Regions from separate parts of the Rattus norvegicus genome. Here region 1 is linked to region 2. Evidence: chromatin contacts called from public Hi-C data. All regions are on one chromosome and are shown on one strand. The core of a region is the stretch at or near the end of the contact, and the rest is flanking DNA. Distances in the headings are between cores, read along the strand shown. Region 1 overlaps Ccbe1 (collagen and calcium binding EGF domains 1). Region 2 overlaps Ccbe1 (collagen and calcium binding EGF domains 1).

The links. Hi-C and Micro-C count contacts between places; a contact is called where the count stands out from the background.
Region 1: a Hi-C map of the A7r5 cell line shows a contact between it and region 2, with 3 times the contacts expected there. The contact joins two enhancer-like sites. A contact is called at or near these places in 6 of 12 Hi-C or Micro-C datasets (the A7r5 cell line, the Rat2 cell line, Schwann cells and 3 more).

Annotation. Positions count from the first base shown.
Region 1 is chr18:62,016,686-62,020,692 of GRCr8, reverse strand. The region is part of intron 2 of Ccbe1 (collagen and calcium binding EGF domains 1); the gene reads left to right. Among named protein-coding and RNA genes, the nearest start is that of Ccbe1, 75 kb to the left of the region's middle. Within about 2 kb of position 1,957, at least 39 of the 93 cell types and tissues checked have an H3K27ac peak or open chromatin away from gene starts, as enhancers often do. A contact at or near this core is called in the A7r5 cell line, where this site is marked.
Region 2 is chr18:61,874,831-61,879,133 of GRCr8, reverse strand. Ccbe1 (collagen and calcium binding EGF domains 1) reads left to right here. Exons shown (of 11, transcript XM_017601124.3): 4 at 2,090-2,224; 5 at 3,745-3,897. Among named protein-coding and RNA genes, the nearest start is that of Lman1, 76 kb to the right of the region's middle. Within about 2 kb of position 1,358, at least 7 of the 93 cell types and tissues checked have an H3K27ac peak or open chromatin away from gene starts, as enhancers often do. A contact at or near this core is called in the A7r5 cell line, where this site is marked.

The DNA of each region.
Region 1 (4,007 bases), core at 708-3,207, 140 kb before region 2:
TCCTGGGGCAGTCAGCTCCTAGTCAGGACACATTTGGGTCAATTGCTTTGCACCATTGTCTTGAGGCTGTCCGATAGTGTTGCTTACTCATTTACGTGGATCCTGAGTGAGAATCATTCCACAGCTTGATTCCAGCCAATGGTGATGCCAGTCTGTATGTAGCCCATGGTGGTGACTTTCTGGTGGGATCTAATCTGAAAGCCAACAGTGAAGACAGTGACTCTACGCTAAAGAGACAGGCCTTCCATTTCCTTCTGCAGGGTCACAACCACACGTGTCAGTTCTTTTTGGGGCGCTGGGAACACAGTGTCTGACAAACAAGGGGGCGACAATTTGCGTTGGCTCATAGCTTCAGATGGTTTTAGTTCATCAGGTAGGGAAAGCATTGCAGAGTAGCTCAGGTCATGGCAACATGAACCTGTGTGAGAGACTGTTCCCATCATGGTAGTCAGGTACACAGGGCATCAGGAAACAGGGGCCAGGTATACATTTCAGAGGCCCACCACCAATGACTCACTATGCTACTTCTATCACAGTGGTGCCCCCCAATGGGAGCAAAATTATCAAAACATGAGCCTGTGGAGAACACTTGAGATTCAAAGGCCTTCATGTGTCACATACACTTCGTGAGGAAGTCTATGGCTCTGAGGAGATCGCTGACTGTTCTGATTCCCTTTGTATCCTTCAGTAAACTGGAGATAGCCCCAGCGCAGGTCACATGTGGTGGAGACTTCTCTAATGATGGCTACAATTAGTTCAGACCTGAGGAAGGCAGATCTACGCAGGTGTACTGTCTGCCTGCACGTCCTCAACCTGCTCTGTATTAGCCCCGCCTGGTCTGAATGTGCTGCAGCTGGAGTATGTGGCTTTAGCTGTTTTCTTTTAGAAGTTGGGACCACCATGATACGTCCCTGGGCCCAGCCATGTGCTCTGCACAGCTCCAGCATCTTGGGGAATTCTTCAGAGAGAAGTGGCTCAGGGTTCACACAGTTGTCATAGTCCCACTGCGATAAGCAGGACTACTCTGGTCCCTGTCACTTTCTTCCCTATGGTCTACCCCCTTTATTCCTGTAGCTTCTTCCATAGAAAAACAAAGTCCAGGTGCCCCCGTAGGTTTGGCCAGCACATTTCCATTGGGCTCCTAAATTGGAATATCTTGTTACAGGCAGCATCAGGATCTGGGTAACTGAATGTAGGTTGACAAACCCATTTTAAAGTCCTAAGAGGCCACAACTTCTTCTCTGGACAGCTGTAAGGCATGGCTACACAGCCAGGGTGGAGGGTGGGTGGGATGGACTGTGTTCTCTTCTAATTCTCCAGATAGAATCAGAGAAGTGGGATTATATTTACCCAGGGTAATCTCCCCCAAACACTAAACCAGTGAATGAGGAAATGTTAAGGTCTGAACTGAAAGGGGAACATTTTGAAAACAGTGTGTATGTGTGTGAGCAAGTGTACACTGGAGCACACACGATCAGAGGAATCCTGGGCGGGCTGCCACTTCCCTCCTGGGACAGTCACTCCCTTCCTTTAACCCGGTAGGCCTTAGGGACTGATTGTCAGGCTTGGTGGCAGACACCTAAGCCTTCTCACTCAGCAACCTCCCCATGAGAGGAAAATTTGTAGGCGATTTAAGAGGACACTGTAAGCCTTTGCTCTTACAGTATAGAAAAGCAGGTACTTCTGCTGTGCTCCCAGCTCCCCCTCCTCCCCTTAACTTTCTCTTCCCTTTTCCTCTGCCCTTCCCTTCTACCCCTCCTTCCCTGGGTCCTCCCCCTCCCAGTGTTGCTTTTCTTGTTGCTTGCTCCGACAGCATAGCTGATGAAAGTAATATAAGGGAGACTTGATTTGGGCTCACAATTTAAGGAGGCAGGCAGGCATGGTGGCAGGAGGGGGCACTCAACAAGCAAACAGACAGGAAGTAGGCTGGTTACAGAAGCTCAGAGCCTACCCTGGTGACTCACTTCCTCCAGTAAAGTTCTACCTCTTAAAGGCACAGCAATGCCAAACAGCGCCACTGGCTGGGATCTGAGTGTTTAAACAGATGAGCCTCAGGGGAGACACTTCACGTGTGAACCACACCTCGTCCCTGTCCCTTCCCTTGTTGTGGCTCCCTCTCACGATGAAGTTTACAGTGATGAGGGACAGGTTCGTAGACCTGCTGACTAGGTAGGGATGTCTGGCTTGCTGCTGTATTCTCTGTACCCAAGCATTAAAAAAATGGAGGGCTCTCCGCCTGAGTGACGTAGACCATGAAGCGTCTGTGAAAATAACTCTGTCCAAGGTGAGGTTAGATAAATTCAGCCGGAATGATTTAAGGCCCCCTTTCCTCGTGAAACATAACGGGAGTTAAAATATCTATGGCTTTCAAAACAAATCTAAAATTCATTTGGCACCATAAACCAGAGAGAATATGAAAAAAAATTCCAAATGAGAATTATGGTATGTAGATAGCCTGACCAGATAATAAAAAAAATATATAGCACTAGGATCACTTTTTCACAGTGTTGGCCGAAAGTACTTATGTGGCACAGGATAAATCAGAGGAGGAACTCGAGGTCTGAGACTTCATTACAGGAGAAGGCAGGTGTCACACATTCTTTACGGAGCTTAGAGCAACTGGCTTTCAGCTCGAAAAGAGAGCACTCTAGTGGCATTGCACAGTTATGAGGTAAGAAGAACTAGCGTTTTAGGATATAGGTGCATGTATAATTCATGACATTGCCACAATCTTGGAGTTATTCCCTGCTTCCCATGAATATTTTTAGGCTAATAGAAGAAAGGCTTAACTTCCAAATGCTTAAAAATTCAGTATAAAACCTTAGCAGATGATCTGTAGTTGTGATCGTTTTAAGAGCCCTAATAGAATGCTGTACAGTTAATTGTACGTCACATGATTCGAAGGGTAACAAACGTCCCTTCTTTATTCTCTCCACCATCAGATACATAATTATAAACTGCAATTACACTGTGTAACTGTAATCGTGAAAAGTTTCTTAGTCTGGACATCCAGGATCTCAGCACTCGGGAGGCTGAGGCAGGAGGATCATGAGTTCAAGGACAGCCTGGGCACTATAGAGAGACCTTGTCTCAAAAAAAAAAAAAAAAAAAAAAAAAAGGAATCTTGAATCTGGATATGTGGCAGACACACTCTAATGATTCCTGAGGGCTTTGTTTAGCCCAAGCATCAAAGACTCATCCACTTTTTAATGGCCTCCATGTTTAGCTTCAAAGACAGACTTCTGTGAGAAAAGTGTCTTGGATGTATGTAATTGAAGGTTACTCTGTTAGTTTATTGGGAGCTATTTCTCTGGCTGCAAGTCAATATTCTTTGCACTCAAACCACCACAAATATTTTTTCTTTTATTGAAAATAAATTGTTTTCATACAGTATATTCTGGTTCTGACTTCCCCTCTTTCTCCTCCTCTCCCCCCTCCCCACTCACCTGCACTCCCTTCTTGTCTCTAGTTAGGAAACAAATAGGCTTCTAAGGGATAATAATAAAGTAATATAATAACATAAGACAAAATCAAACGAATTAGAATAGGACAAAACAAACAGGCAGAAGGAAAAAGGTCCAAGAGAAAGTACAAGAAAGAGAGAGATGAAGAAACCCACTTGTTTGCACATTCAGTAATTCCATTAAAACATACAGCAGGAAGCCAAAACATACGTGCAAAAGACCTGTAGGGTAAAAAACTGAAATAAGAAAAACCCTCCATATGGCATTATGAGAATTGGAAACATCAATGCTGTACACTTGAGCTCATTTACTGTCGAACTTCCCTTAAGAGTAGCTTGTTTCCGGAGGGAGCCTCCCCAAGAGAAAAACTAAATTCTCCTTGACAAGTGGTTATCAGTCAGAGAGATTGTCAGGGCTAGGGATGGGGCATGAGTTTACTTCTCTTTTCAGCTCTAGGACTCCATCTAATGCAGACCTGGAGGGGCTGTGCATGCTGCCTCAGTCTCTGTGAGTTGGTCCTGACGTGTTTAAAAGACCTTGATT
Region 2 (4,303 bases), core at 109-2,608:
GGTTGCCCTCCCAGATCTTGTTCTGTATCAGACAGACAGAACACTGACCCTGACATGAGGCCGAGATAGTTCTGAGAAGGTGAAGCACCGGCTTCCAAAACAGTCAGATGACAGCAAAAGCCCAGAACTTAAAACAGGGGCATTCAACTCATGTTCAAGCCTTGCCCGTTCAAACACCAAGCCTGGGTCTCTGTTCATTTGAGATCTAGTGACTTAATCTCGGGCAAATATTTGGGAGTATTACATGGTATTACATGACATCAATAGTAGCCATGACTAAGACAGTATCTCTGGATGGATCCTAGACCTCTGGGGCACTAGACAGCAAGGACTGTTGCTCTGAACTCAGAGAACGTGACCCATGGATCTTGAACCCATACTTTGGGGGATGGCTGTTGCTGCTGACTACCGAAATAAAAATGTCCACAGACCCAAGATAAAACATAGCCCAGATAAAAGAAGGTGACACAGGTTTGAAACCAATAGCAACCCAGAAACATAGGGTTATCTTAGTTCTGGAAAACCCAAAAACAGAGTTATCTAGGGCTATCTTAATTCCGGGGGAGTAAAACAGGGTCCCCAAAAGATAAACAGTCAGAGTTTATGCCTAAACTCAGCAGAGAACAGCTTTCAGATCGCCAGTGTTTTACAAACAGGAACATCTCATTCAACTAAGATTCCTAAGAAATCGCTGACAAGATGGAGAGAGTGAGAAGTGTGTTGTTCAAGGAGTGCACGGAGATGATAAAGAAGCTAAACACACCTCTTGCGTGACTGGAAATCAACAGGGAGTGCTTTAAGGAAAGATGTGAGCTGGCCATTGCAGGTGCAGAGGTGAATGTGAGAAGTATGACTCACTGGATGAGGGCAGAAGTGACACCCTGGGGAAGCAGGAATAGAAGGGGGCACTGGCACAGTTGCTTCTCACAGCAAGCCTTGCTGGGTACCACAGTTGGCACTAGTTCTTCAGGCAGGCCATCTTGTCTTTCCTCCTCTCTGTGGTTGCTACCCAATGACGGTAACCACTGGTTGGAAAGGATGACTCACCAGCCATCCTGAGACCTTGCTCTCAAGCCAAAGGAACCTAGAATTTCATTGAGAAAATTCTATATAACCACAGTTTGCAAGGCCAGCCATTCTCTATGCGGGCAGAGCAGACCTGGACTTTCACCTGTGGGAAGGAATGCTCAGAAAGGGCAACTTGAGGTCACCATGAGACTGACGTGTCACGCTAACTCAGCCTATATCAAGAGATGACAAGCCCACCTGTTTGGCTTCATATATACCAGAGCAGAGCTGAGTAGAGCAGAGCCAGGCTCTCTCTGTATCCAAGGAGACTGCATCTGTCAGCACATGAGGCGAGCAGAGGTGATTAATGAGATACTGAGTCTTGGCTGGGAGCAAATGCTGAGCCCGAGCTACTGACTTAGAGCCAAAGGCCCTTCAAGAGATGCATTAAACACCAGTTCATCAGTTCCCAGAGGAGCATATACCCTAGTTCCTTGGGTAATAGAGAACTACTCGAATTTACACAGGCTGCAGGCTGGTAAGACATTTATAGCCACTCAAATGTGTCCAAGTCCTTTTCTCAGAGTGCAGGACCAACCCTCCTGGGAGTACCCTGTAACACTTGCTTGTTCAAACACAGGCTCTGAGAAGTCTCCACAGCTCAGAAGTATCCGTGCTACTTCTCAGAGCCTGCCTGACCCCAAGCCCTTCCTCTCACAGCAACCGTCACCAGCCCTGGCCTGTCTTTACACTCTTCCGGAAGGAGTACACGATCTGTAACATGTGAAGGAAAAGACAAAGCAGGTCTCATGGATGCTGCAGCACACGGATGCTGTGGTACCAGGCCACACTCTGGATAGGGATAAAAACAGGAGGCTGAGGAGGTGACTTGGGAAAGAAAATTCTAGTAACAGTCACTGTTAGTCAGGGAGAGGCCGTGCATTAAATCATCCGTTGTGGCACCAGTCACACCTCACATTTTAACCCGTACCAAAGAGCAGCCCTCAAAAGTCTGTTCCAGGCTACAGCTCGGTCACCCACCTCACGCTGAGATTGATGTGAATCCACTCTTCTCTTCCAGATTATGACATTTGTGCCCAAGCTCCCTGTGAACAGCAATGCACGGATAACTTCGGCCGTGTGCTGTGCACGTGCTATCCAGGATACCGATATGACCGAGAGAGGCACCAAAAGCGGGAGAAGCCATACTGCCTGGGTGCGTAGGAAATGAGTGCGTTTCCAGCTCCCAGGGACATGCTGGGTCCTGGTAGTTCTTGTTTTTTTTTTGTTGTTGTTGTTTGTTTTTTTGTTTGTTTGTTTGTTTGTTTGTTTTTTTCTTTTTGGTGAATTTGTGGCAGCTGTAGGACCAGTTCAGAGGAGCCACTCCAATGTGTGATTCTTCCCCTGAAGTCCTTGTACTTGCGGGATGGAGTGTTGTTTGGTTTTAGCCTGTGGGTCACCCAATGGCTTTCTTTTAGCATGTTTATCAAAACATATTGTTTACAAGGATGCCTCTGGGAGTTAGAGCTAGAGGGACACGGGAGAGAGAACAGCTGGAGAAGAGGGACAATGTCCTGCATAACCTAGAATGCTGTAAGACAGAAGAATGAGAGATCAGAAGCCAAGAATCGATCCAACACTTGGGACACAGGCAGGCAGATCCCTAGTTCAAGGCCAGCCTAGTCTACATATTGAGTTCAAGGACAACCAGGTTTACATAGAGAGTTCTTGATACCAAAGAATAAAACAAAATACATCAGAAACATAAAACCACAGGTAAAAGGGATAGGGAGTCCCAGGGACGCGTCCATGTGGCTTCAGCTGGGACCTCCAGCCTCTAGGTGACAGTATGTACTGCCAGGGGAACGCCCATATTGCCATGCTCTCCCTGGCCCCCTCAGCTCCTGTCAGCGTAAGGTCTTTGGCAACTTGACTAGGGAGCATTTGGGAAGCTGTCATCTGCCTGCAGCTCAGGGCTGGGTTCTGCGTCCCTCGTGTGTGGAGTGTGAGGTCAAGTCAGTTTTCCTCCACACTAACCAGGTCAGGTGTCTTCACCCAGTGGTCAGGAAACAGAGCACAGTATTCTCATTTTTACTGTGGTGAGAAACATTTTTGTTCCCACCCCACTGAGGGACAAAGTCCATGCTGACTCTATTGTGGTCCCTTGTTTGATGATCTCATGGCTCGTTTCCACAACTCACCAGGGGTCAGCTTGGGTCAGTACGCAGCAGTGACTGCCTGGAGAAACCTCTCTCCATGAGGCCCATCTGACTATTTACTTTTGTTAGAAGTAGCTTTTTCCAGTTACTGTCATGACTCTTAACTGAGAAGAGGCCATTCCTAAGTGACCTCTGGGTCACCGTCGCGCTGTTTGGAACTTCCCATTACAAAGAGGGGACTAAAACCTCAGCCGCCAAGCTTCCTGTGAGAAATCAGCCATGTTGCTGGTCCATCTTCCACAGAACCCTGGGGAATGCTTAGGGCTGGCATACTCCGCAGGTGAGTGAGTCTCGGAGACACCAAGTCACATGACAGACAGGAGCTCCACCACTCTAGGTCTATAATGACAGTCACATAGCCCGAAGGGAAGTTTTCATGTACGGCTCACATTCCCAGCACTGGACTTTATCCACACTTCTCTGGTCCAGATCTAGAAGTTTCTCTTGTTCCAGTAGAGGGTCCAGGGTAATGTTGGATGCTGTGTTGAAATTATTCTATGCATTTGGTTCAAACCAGATATCGATGAGTGTGCCACCGGCAACACCACTCTGTGTGCACATACCTGCGTCAACACCATGGGCAGCTACCACTGTGAGTGTCGGGAGGGCTACATCCTTGAGGACGATGGGAGGACCTGCACGAGGGGAGACAAATACCCCAATGACACTGGTGAGCAGGACAAGCATAATACCTCGAACTGTGTGCATGCTTCTATTAGATATTATAGAGAATGCCAGTTTAGGAATTATTTATATAGATAAAATTATGTCTTATGCATTTCTATAATTTTATAGTCTATAAATGTAGCTTATATTTAGAAGGCATATTATATACTTATATGTATAGCGATATTTCATATATCTTATGATATATGTGTTATATATAATATATTGTTATATGTAAAATACAATTAGGTATAATCTATAATTCATATTATATAATTATATTATACATGGTAAATGTTATTTTTAATGTTGTATGTGTATTATTTATCTAATTTTATACATTTATATGTAGTGCATATTATGTATAACATATAAATTATAAGTACTTGGAAGTCCAACACTCCTTTTGG